2 separate regions of the Mus musculus genome follow, and region 1 is linked to region 2. A link is a contact called in public Hi-C data. All regions are on one chromosome and are shown on one strand. The core of a region is the stretch at or near the end of the contact, and the rest is flanking DNA. Distances in the headings are between cores, read along the strand shown.

Evidence for each region. A called contact is a pair of places that touch in the nucleus more often than the background predicts.
Region 1: a Hi-C map of olfactory sensory neurons shows a contact between it and region 2, with 4 times the contacts expected there. The contact joins the promoter of Clstn2 here to the enhancer-like site in region 2. A contact is called at or near these places in 1 of 39 promoter capture datasets (embryonic stem cells), 2 of 484 Hi-C or Micro-C datasets (olfactory sensory neurons and uterus) and 2 of 9 other capture datasets (adipose tissue and liver).

What each region holds. Positions count from the first base shown.
Region 1 is chr9:98,031,328-98,036,070 of GRCm38.p6, forward strand. Clstn2 (calsyntenin 2) reads right to left here and starts at 1,840. Exons shown (of 18, transcript NM_022319.2): 1 at 1,534-1,840. The coding sequence starts at 1,648.
Region 2 is chr9:97,951,506-97,956,110 of GRCm38.p6, forward strand. All of the region lies in intron 1 of Clstn2 (calsyntenin 2), which reads right to left. Among named protein-coding and RNA genes, the nearest start is that of 4921534H16Rik, 50 kb to the right of the region's middle. Within about 2 kb of position 2,131, at least 7 of the 459 cell types and tissues checked have an H3K27ac peak or open chromatin away from gene starts, as enhancers often do. A contact at or near this core is called in olfactory sensory neurons, where this site is marked.

The DNA.
Region 1 (4,743 bases), core at 590-3,089, 80 kb after region 2:
TTTCACCAGAACAACAGCAACAGCATAGTACATTGGTCCCTTCATACAGACAACCTTTTACCATACCACTTTTAAAAAGACATTTTCATGATGAATTTTTCTGTCTTCTCAAAAAAAGAAAAAAAGAAAGAAAGAAAAAAGGAAGAAAGAAAGAAAGAAAGAAAGGAAGAAAGAAAGAAAGGGAAAAAGAAACTCCTTGAGGAAGAGGAGAGGTACGTGTTAGAAAGACACCTGTGCATAAAATCTTTTCCATTTTATGTCACCAGAAATCAATAGATTAAAAAGAATAGGAGCACCTCTTTTCCCAAATTTATCACTTGCAAATGTCAGGAGAGGCCGCTCTCAAAGTCCAGACAAGGCAAATGGAATGGCCTGCTTCCCCAATTGCCCTGTCTCCGGAGAGATCCAGGCTGCTGTGCTTTTCATACCAGCTCAGCCAACAAACCTCTAAATCAAGCTGTCTCTACTTGGGAATCTTTTTCCAACAAGGACAAAAACTCTGTTTTCAAAATATCGCCAGACAGAATTCCAAGGACCATATGTCACCCGTTCACCTGGCAGAAATCAAAAGCACGCCCTCCTCGTCAACAGTGCAGAGAATCAACAAGTTACCACTTAAGCCAAACGCTCCATCCTGCAATCTGCTACAGTCTCCCTGAGCCCACCATCATCCACCCCAATTGGGCTCCTGCGATGCTTCCCAGCTTTTGGCTACCGCGTGACCTTCTGTTCCAGACCCGCCCTCCAGATGCAGGCTCCCCAACCTGCGCTTCTCCCAGCGCTCCCAGACAGCTGTCAAAGTCTGGGGCTTGCGGGCTTCAGGTTCCCCTGATAACGCCAGCGTTCAGGAGAATCTTAGAGGATTAGAGAGGTCAAGATCAACTATAAAGACCAGAGAGGAGCTCTAGGCTCGGAGGCTCGGTCCTCCGAAGAAAAGCAGAGTGTGAGCCGCAGTAGCAACCATCACATCCCGCGCTTCTTCCGGACTCTGCCCATCTTGAGGGCGTGAGTTCCCAGGGGAGCCAGAGCCCGCGCTGCGGAGGAGCAGGAGGAGCGCCTGGGTGCGGGCAAGGCTTTCAGGAGCCTACAAGTTCCCACGCCATCCTCAAGCTGGAGTGCCAGTCCAGCTCGTCTCGCTGCTTTGAAGACGCCCCTGGTTCTTGCCCCCAAAGCAGAAGCAGACAGACACCTGCTTCACCCACTCCCCAGCCCCCGCTACAGCGCCCATGTCCTGCCTTGCTCAAAGCATCCCTGAGCCAAGCCCCGCGATGCTCCCACCCCAGCACACAGGGCCCCCAAAGTTCTCTATACTCCATAGACCTCCCCTTCTCCTTGGCGCCTGGACCCCGCCCAGAGGTTGGGCTGGAGAACCTCTTGGGTCCACAGTTTAGGGCGCACACTTCGAGGACGGTGCGCGCAGAAGCCGAAGCTGCCACAAGAAAGGGCGGGTGTTAGACGAGTAAGTCCAGGGTCTGCACCCTCGAGCCCGCCCTGCTTCCTTCCAGAAGAGGAACAAACTTCCCCAGCACCCACCTTTCGCCACGAGGAGGCGGCGCCGCCGGCTGTCTCCGCCGTCTCCACTGCCGCCGCCGCTCCCTACGCCCAGCGCCAGCAGGAGCGGCACCAAGCACAGCCTCCCCGGCAGCATCCTCGCCGCCTGAGCCGCCACCGAGCTGCAGCCGCCGCCTCCTACCGCTCGCGCCGGCCTCGCCTGCCGGTGTCCGCTGGCGTCCGCTGGTGTCCGCCGGTGCCTGCCGCGCCGCCTCCCTGGAGCTGCCGGGTGCGCTTCTGGAGCCGCCGCCGCCGCCCTCACTCACCGCCTCCGCTGCCCTTCGCCGCGTCGCTCGCTCTCCCGCAACAGCAGCACTCACTGGCGCGGACCCGGAGCGGCTCCAGCGCTCACCCCGGGACGGCCCGTGACGTCACGGAGGGAGGGAGGTGGCTCGTGCATATTCATGAGACGCGGACATCGGCGCGGGGTTGCGCGCTCCCCCGCCTCGCAGCTCCGGCCCCCAACTTTCCACAGCCATCCCCTATGCCGCTCGCTCGCGTGATCCGACTCGGTCAGGCGCCGGTTCCGGCGGGTGGAACCCATGCGGGAGGCTCCAGGGGAGCCTTAGGGCCTGGCGTCCCCCCCTGCGGCTCTCCAAACTGCAGCCCCGAGGCACTGCGAGCGCCACAACCAAGTGATCGCCCGAGGACCTTCTGTAAAGATGCAGGCGACCCTACTGTGATGCGCCCTTTGAACCGACATCCCTGCGGAGGGGCCAGGATGCTGTCTCTGTGGACCCTGCCCTTGGATATGGTCTAGGGATGGACGCTCTATGCCGCCTGGTCTGGGGAGGGCGCCAGGCGCTCACTAGAGCTGCAAAAGGCCACTGCCTCTAGGAGTTGTAGGGCAGAGATCACTTAGGACCTGCGTAGCAATGCCCGGGCTCTGTGCCATCTCAGTGAAGCAGGCACAGCCACTGCTAGAGTCAAAAGGACTAGCTAAAGTCAGAAAAGGCAACTGTCAGTCTTCAGTGGGAAGCACATTCAAACTTCTCCCTCAGAAGTTGCCACCTTTACATTGTCACTACCTAGGTAAGAGTATGCCATTTGGTATCATGCCTTCTAAAATCTCAAGCCAAGGAACACTGTCTCTGGAGGTGGGGTTCATATAGTTCTCCACCACAATACACCCCCAACCACCATCAGGCTGCCAAAGGATCAAGAAGGTTCCCAGTAAAATCAACTAACCGCTCGGAAGAAATCACTATATTTCCATAGATGTACTATTTTCTCACGATCCAAGGGTCATGTGCAGTTGAGAAATGAGGCAAAAAAAAAAAAAAAAAAAACCAAAAAACAAAAAAAAAACAAAAAACACAGAAACAAACAAAATTATCCTTTCATTCATCATCCCGTTCAAGACATTTCCTGAGCACTAAATGATTGTGGATGCCCCGTTAGGCAATGAAGGACACAAGGTCTTTGTCCCTCTTGGAGAAGCCAAAGGGGATGAAAGCAGTTAAAGTCCCCCGCTTTATGGTCCTGCACATTCTTTATGTTGCTCGATATGAGCCTGTACAAATCAATTAGCCAAATGTGTATATTGCAACACTGACTGAACAGCATCTCATAATTAATAAGTGTAGTTCGGAGTACTCAACCAAGCCATAAAATACATTAAGAGCCTTCTGCTGCCCAGCCTCCCTGTGTGGTCCTGGCAGCACACTGGGAGACTGTGGTGTTAAAAACAAACTTCAACATTTGAGACCTCAAGAGGTGCTCAACAGCTGCAAATCCTGGTGGCTGCAGGGGACTCAGCTCTTTGGCCAGCAGGTCCCCTTTAGTCCATGAAGCAACACCTGTGCTATTGTTCTTGTTTCTGGAGTAAGGTCACTCCTTTACCCAAGGTAAAGAGCTACCAAGTTCCAAGCCAACATCAAGAGACCTCTCACCCTTCTCAGATTTTAAAGTTATAATCCAGAAGGAGGTAGATGCTGACCATGCAAAGTCAGAGAAGCCAGTGAATGAGAGAAATGTAAAATCGACCCATTTTTTTATCCTTTGTGCTCCATCCCATTTGGCTGATATTTACCCCCCTTGTTTACTCAGACAAGAACCTCCTTACTGACTGAACATCATCCCTGGAGGTCCTTAAGCTAACTGTTGTTAAAGTCATCTGGTCCCAAGTATTTGACATGAAGTTTCAAATTCAGACCAAATAATGAGAAGCAGAACAGAGAATGAAAAGAAGCAGAACAGAGAATTATAAAACATCCCCAAGAAAGAAATGGCCAGGAAAGAACATCACAGAGAAACACAGTAGGGAAAGGGCGCTTACCAACAGGTGCAGCACGTCTCTCATCCTTCGCTTCTTGTGAAGGAGGATGAGAGTGTCTGCTAGATTAAGCTCTGCAGTAGCCTCTGTTTAGTCATGGTTCTCTGGAGCTGTTCCCTTGGATGGCGCTCTCCCACTCCGGCTTTTAGATTGGCTGTGTGGTTTGCTCTACCCCTGGACAGTAGCATTCTTGATTTTTTTTTTCTTTCTTGGACACCTGCCTGTCATAAGAAGAAACTCAGGCTAAACCTGCAGGAGAGTCAGAGACATTGGTGTACGCTGATACGACATCCCTGAGATGTTCCAGACAGCTAATGCTACTTTAACCTGATCAGCACAAATAACCCACACGTTGACCACAGACACATGAACAAGCTCAGGCAGGATCAGCCAAGCTGGGCACACATCAGAACTGTCCAGCTGACAATTAAAAAAATATAAATGGTTGTTCCATTAAGTCACTGTGTTTGGGAGTAATTGATTAGGCAATACTATATCCACTGCATTAAGGTCATTACAAGAAGTGAAAAATGAATATGAGGCACTCAATATGCTGTGCGTGGTCAATGCTTAATAAATGCAAAAATGTCCCCATCTTTACCTACTTTAAGGCCATGGAATGCCCGTTGAACCATGATTTGGCTTGCTTGGGTAGGGGAAAGACCAAATGGGTTAGAGTAAATGTATCTTAAAAATACTCAGACCACAAGAACTTCTAGGCATGCTCTCTGTACATATCGTGCACCACTATTCAGTACATGTCGGCTGGTACACTCCAGATACAAGGATTGTATCAAGCAGCCCAGCAACCAATGGACCCTATTCCCTCATGTTGGACTGGGTAATGGGGGTGGTATATTTCCTGGCTTCTTTAATTCTTGCAACAGCAGTAGCTATTTTCTACTTTATTGTGATCG
Region 2 (4,605 bases), core at 881-3,380:
TTATTTCCAGGCCCGGTGACAGGTACTGATGCTCCCTCTCTTCATCAACAGTATAGACCTTGTGTCTGCAGGCTCCCAGATGGCACTGCTGATGTGGTCCTATGGAAAACCAGCTCAGTGAAGGCAGGGATGAACTCTGCACACTTCATGGGGCTCAAGTGCCCACCCACACACCAGTTGTTCCCACTTCCAGTCTGTTTCCTGCGGGCTCCCACAGGATGTCCCAGAGGCTCCGCCCAATGTGACATGCCACATAGAAAAGCCACTTTCTCCCCTAAACTACTGTCCCAGCCTTCATCATCTCTGATTAATGTCATTCTCACCACATGTGTGATTATTTAAGGTAAGACCTTGGTCACCTTGACACTCTCCTTTATCCATGTACGGAGGCCTGCTTCCTCCAAGTGTCTCTGCTCTAGTGCGGCTCCGTACCACCCCTCTCCTCTCCATTCCCACTGCTGCCATCAATCCATCCTCCTCCACCTCTGCCTAAGACCAGTCTCCATCTGACCCTCCCCAGCATGTTTTTAGGACATGAATTCAAACATGGCTTTCCTTCGCTTTACACTCAGCAAAGGCTCATCCAGTATTCTGGGCCCAGAGAGCTTTTCCTGGGAATATGTCTGGCAAATGTTTCTTTAAGAGACCTGACTGTACCATTTGTGTATGCTAGGTTCTCCAGAGAAACAGATTCAACAGTGTGTGTGTGTGTGTGTGTGTGTGTGTGTGTGTGTGTGTGTGTGTGTGTATGAAGAAATAATTGAGAGGACCAAAATATTTTAAGAATTGGATATGTGATTTGGGGGAACCCCAAGAAGAGCTGATTCTGCCACTCAATTTCAAAGGCACATGGCCCTTCTTGTTCTTGTACAGTAGAGGACATCTTTCAAAATAAATCTGAGTCCCACAAACAAACTGCTTTATGCTGTCTTGCAATTTGAATGTTAACATGTTTTAAAAGATGCCTTCTGGGAGCATCCAGAATAATATTTAGCCAAATATCTAAGTAGCTTAGCTTAGCCAATGAAGCACATAAAGCTGACCATCACACCATCTATCTTCTATGGTAACAGGGATGAGGCCTGACACATAAGCAGGACTTATCTTCCCCCTGTGTCTGATATGGACTCATCTGGGTGGCTCCAGCCAGAGGACTCCAAAACTTCAGTGTGGGGGAGACCCTAGGATCATGTTAATAGAGACCATCTTGAAATAATGAGAAGACAGCCCCAAGGAAGGCCAGGGTCCCATATAAATGGAATTGCCAAGAAAGGAAGACATGTTGTGTCTCAATTCAGTAAATACTTCAAATAATAATAGCATTAAGGATATAGAATTTGAGTTCCTCCTATAATATGGCAATTATCAGTAAGTCCTTGCCTTCAAATGGTTCCAATTTATGAATTTTGACCTTATAATGGCGGGAAAGCATTAATAACTCAGTAGCCACTATGCCTCTAATTTTAATGTCCCCCAAGCTAGCAATATGTGGAGTTGCTCACTTGCACTGCTAGGTAGAAAAGATCAGCCTCAGCTGCAGCTCTCCTGCAGTGTATCATTGCCAAGCTGTGGTGTTTATCAGATTAGGTCTACTCATTGCATCTTCAAATTAGACTATTTTCCACTTTTGAGGTGTTCCTGGGAGCTAACCCCATCGTAAGGTGAGGAACATATGGGTATTAATGAGATTAAGTATCTACTAACAGCCAGTGTGCTTTACATGGGACGCATGAGAGATGGAGGGGAGTGGGAAGGCTGAGGGTCCCATGAGGTAGAAATCTAGAGGGGTGAAGATGGGGACACCCTGAAGTTACATTCCCAAGGCTAGAATACAATCACTAACATTGCTTTATATAGAGAGATCCAGCACAAAGTATAAAGAAGGGGACAATCCTCTATGGCTTTCCCAACCTAGATGGCTACTGTTTGCCTACAGCCTGCCTTGGTAGATGTAAAACCCTAGTCCCCATGGATGTGCCTGATCAGAGTAATACAGCAGGATGTAAGAGCTCATCCTGGAAACTTGGGCCAACCCACAGGCTATACCCTCTTCCTTCTACCCATTACCCTTCTACCTTCCTCTTCAGAGAAGCATTACTTCATGGTATGTCTCTGCATCTTCAGCTCCTCCAGGGAGACAGTGTCTCACACAGGGCCCCAGAGAACAGGCTATATGCTGAGCAGAGGGCTAGCCTATAACTCAGCTCAAATGCGTCACAGCTTCTATTCCAGTTCACACAGCATTGACAGACCCCCTATATAAGGAGGGACTCCCATCAGGACAGACAGCTATAAATGCTGCTACTCCCAGAGGTAGGCTAAATGTGTCCCCTCAGACCTGAGCACTGGCTTAGAGAAGAGTCCCATTGCAGCTGCAAGGGGAATCCATCTGTGATTAGCAGAATCATTCTACAGCTTTAAAACATCTTCTAGACAACACACGGCGAGTGGAGCCAACTGCCCAGCTGCTACCACCAGTGAAAGAACGATGACATGGTGACTTTTTTTCTGAAAAACTGCGGAGAAAAGGGATACCCTGAAGTAATACTTTATAATTTTAGGTCCATTCCCCAGCCTCAAAGAACATACCACTCTACTGCTTCCGTCCTTAAAATAAACAGAAAGAGCAAAAAATAGAGTGTACTGGGACTGGTCTGCACAGCTACCAAGACGTCATCTCCACTCCTGTTGGAGTTATTTAGGAAAAGCTATCTCTGGCAGGAGCCATGTGCTCACAACTACCCCAGAACAAGGCACTCAATAGTCTCCAGGGCCTGACGTGCATTTCAGCCTTGGGATAATGGTCCTATGTCTCTTAAAACAAGAAGGAAAAGCCAGTCAGACCCGCAGCCCACCTTTGCTTATAAGGAATGTTGAAACGACCAAGCCCACCACTCCTTGCCTCCTTCACATGGTTTGCATCTGAAGGGCCACCTCTCCCCTTGTGCTGGAAGGCATCCCTGCATCCTGAGCATGAAGGGTTTGATAAGCATACCCCTAGCATGCACAGCATGTTTAGACCATCTGAGCTCTTCTGTATGCCCACCTCTATGCAGACACCTGACAAGTGGAGAGGAAGCCCACCAGGCTCAGGCTTCTAAAGGTGCTCTGCAGATTAGACAGGAGGGAGAACTGAAACAATGTGATTAGTGCCCCTGGAAGGTCAGAGACAGATGTGTCATGCGTGTGTGCATGTGTATGGGTGTATGTACGTGTGCATATGTGCATTCATGCCACAGCATGCATGTGGAGGTCAGCTGAGGTGTCAGGCCTCCGCTTGAAGCTTGTCTGAGACAGTCTTCTATTGTTGTTCACTGATATGTACAGCAGGCTAACAGGCCTAAAGCTTCACAAGATCATCTTGTCCAATGTCTCCTGCGGGGCCGTGGGTGTGGGGGAAAGAAAGGAGTGGGAGAGAACCGCCAGAGTTCCGGTGCTCTGGGCAGGCAGACTCGAGAGGACTGCGCACGCTTTCCACATGGCCCCGGGTGGGCATCTAGCTGTGTTAAGCCACTGACCCCACACGGCAGGTGGTGGACAAGGGGCAGCCCCAGGTACCAGGTTCTCAGCCTCTGGCATCCCACACTGGATACTGCAATGAGCTGAGAACAAAATAGGGGCCCAGGGCAGCACTTGGCACCAGGGCTGAAAGGAGGAGAGTGCAGGGGGAGAGGCGGCTGGATGGTTCCCACATGGGCAAGAATCCTTTGTCAGGTCTGTGGCTGGAGCACAGGATGGCCTTCTGGCAGGAGCTTAGACATGGCTCCTTAGGAAAAAGCCTATCTCATTGTTCAAGCACTTCATGATCAGAGACAGTCTATTGTTTTAGAGCTTTATTGTAGAAAGGCAGGGGTAAAGAGAGAAGGTAGAAAGAGAGAGGGAGAGGCTGGCCATAGCCACGTGGAGAGAGGGAAGAGAGAGAGAGAGAGAGAGAGAGAGAGAGAGAGAGAGAGAGAGAGAGAGAGAGGAGGGTTAGAGAGTAAGAAAGGTTAAAGCTTAGAGAGAGAGGTGGGGCCAAGCAGCCCCTCTTATAGTGGGCTGGGCTATCTTGCTGTTGCCAGGTAACTGTGGGGTGGCGCATACCTGGCTATAGTCAGGTAACTGTGGGGGTGGAGTCTAGCCAGAATGCCAGAAACTTGGGACATTGTCTGCATGACTGATAGCCTCAGACCTCCCCTATGGGGGCCATGGGGGCAGTAACTTCAACAGGAGCCAGGCGTCCAGGAGACATGATCTAATACCTTCTGTCCCATGAAGGTGGAAATTACTGCTCACCTGATCCCACCGGGGTTCAAGACCTCAGCTCGACTGGAGACCAGGCTGTCTGTGCAGAGCCCATTGCCCCACAGTCTCCCATCTTGATTCTGGAGTACTGGGATTTCTGGTGTGTATTACTATACCTGACTTTATATAGGTTCTGGGGATTTGAACTCGGGTCTTTATGTCTTGCAGCAAAAACTTTACCCGCTCAGTCATCTCCCTAGCTAGGAGCATTAGCGCTCTCTCTCTCTCTCTCTCTCTCTCTCTCTCTCTCTCTCTCTCTCTCTCTCTCTCCCTCTCTCTCTCTCTCTCCCTCCCTCCCTCCCTCCCTCTGCCTCTCCCTCT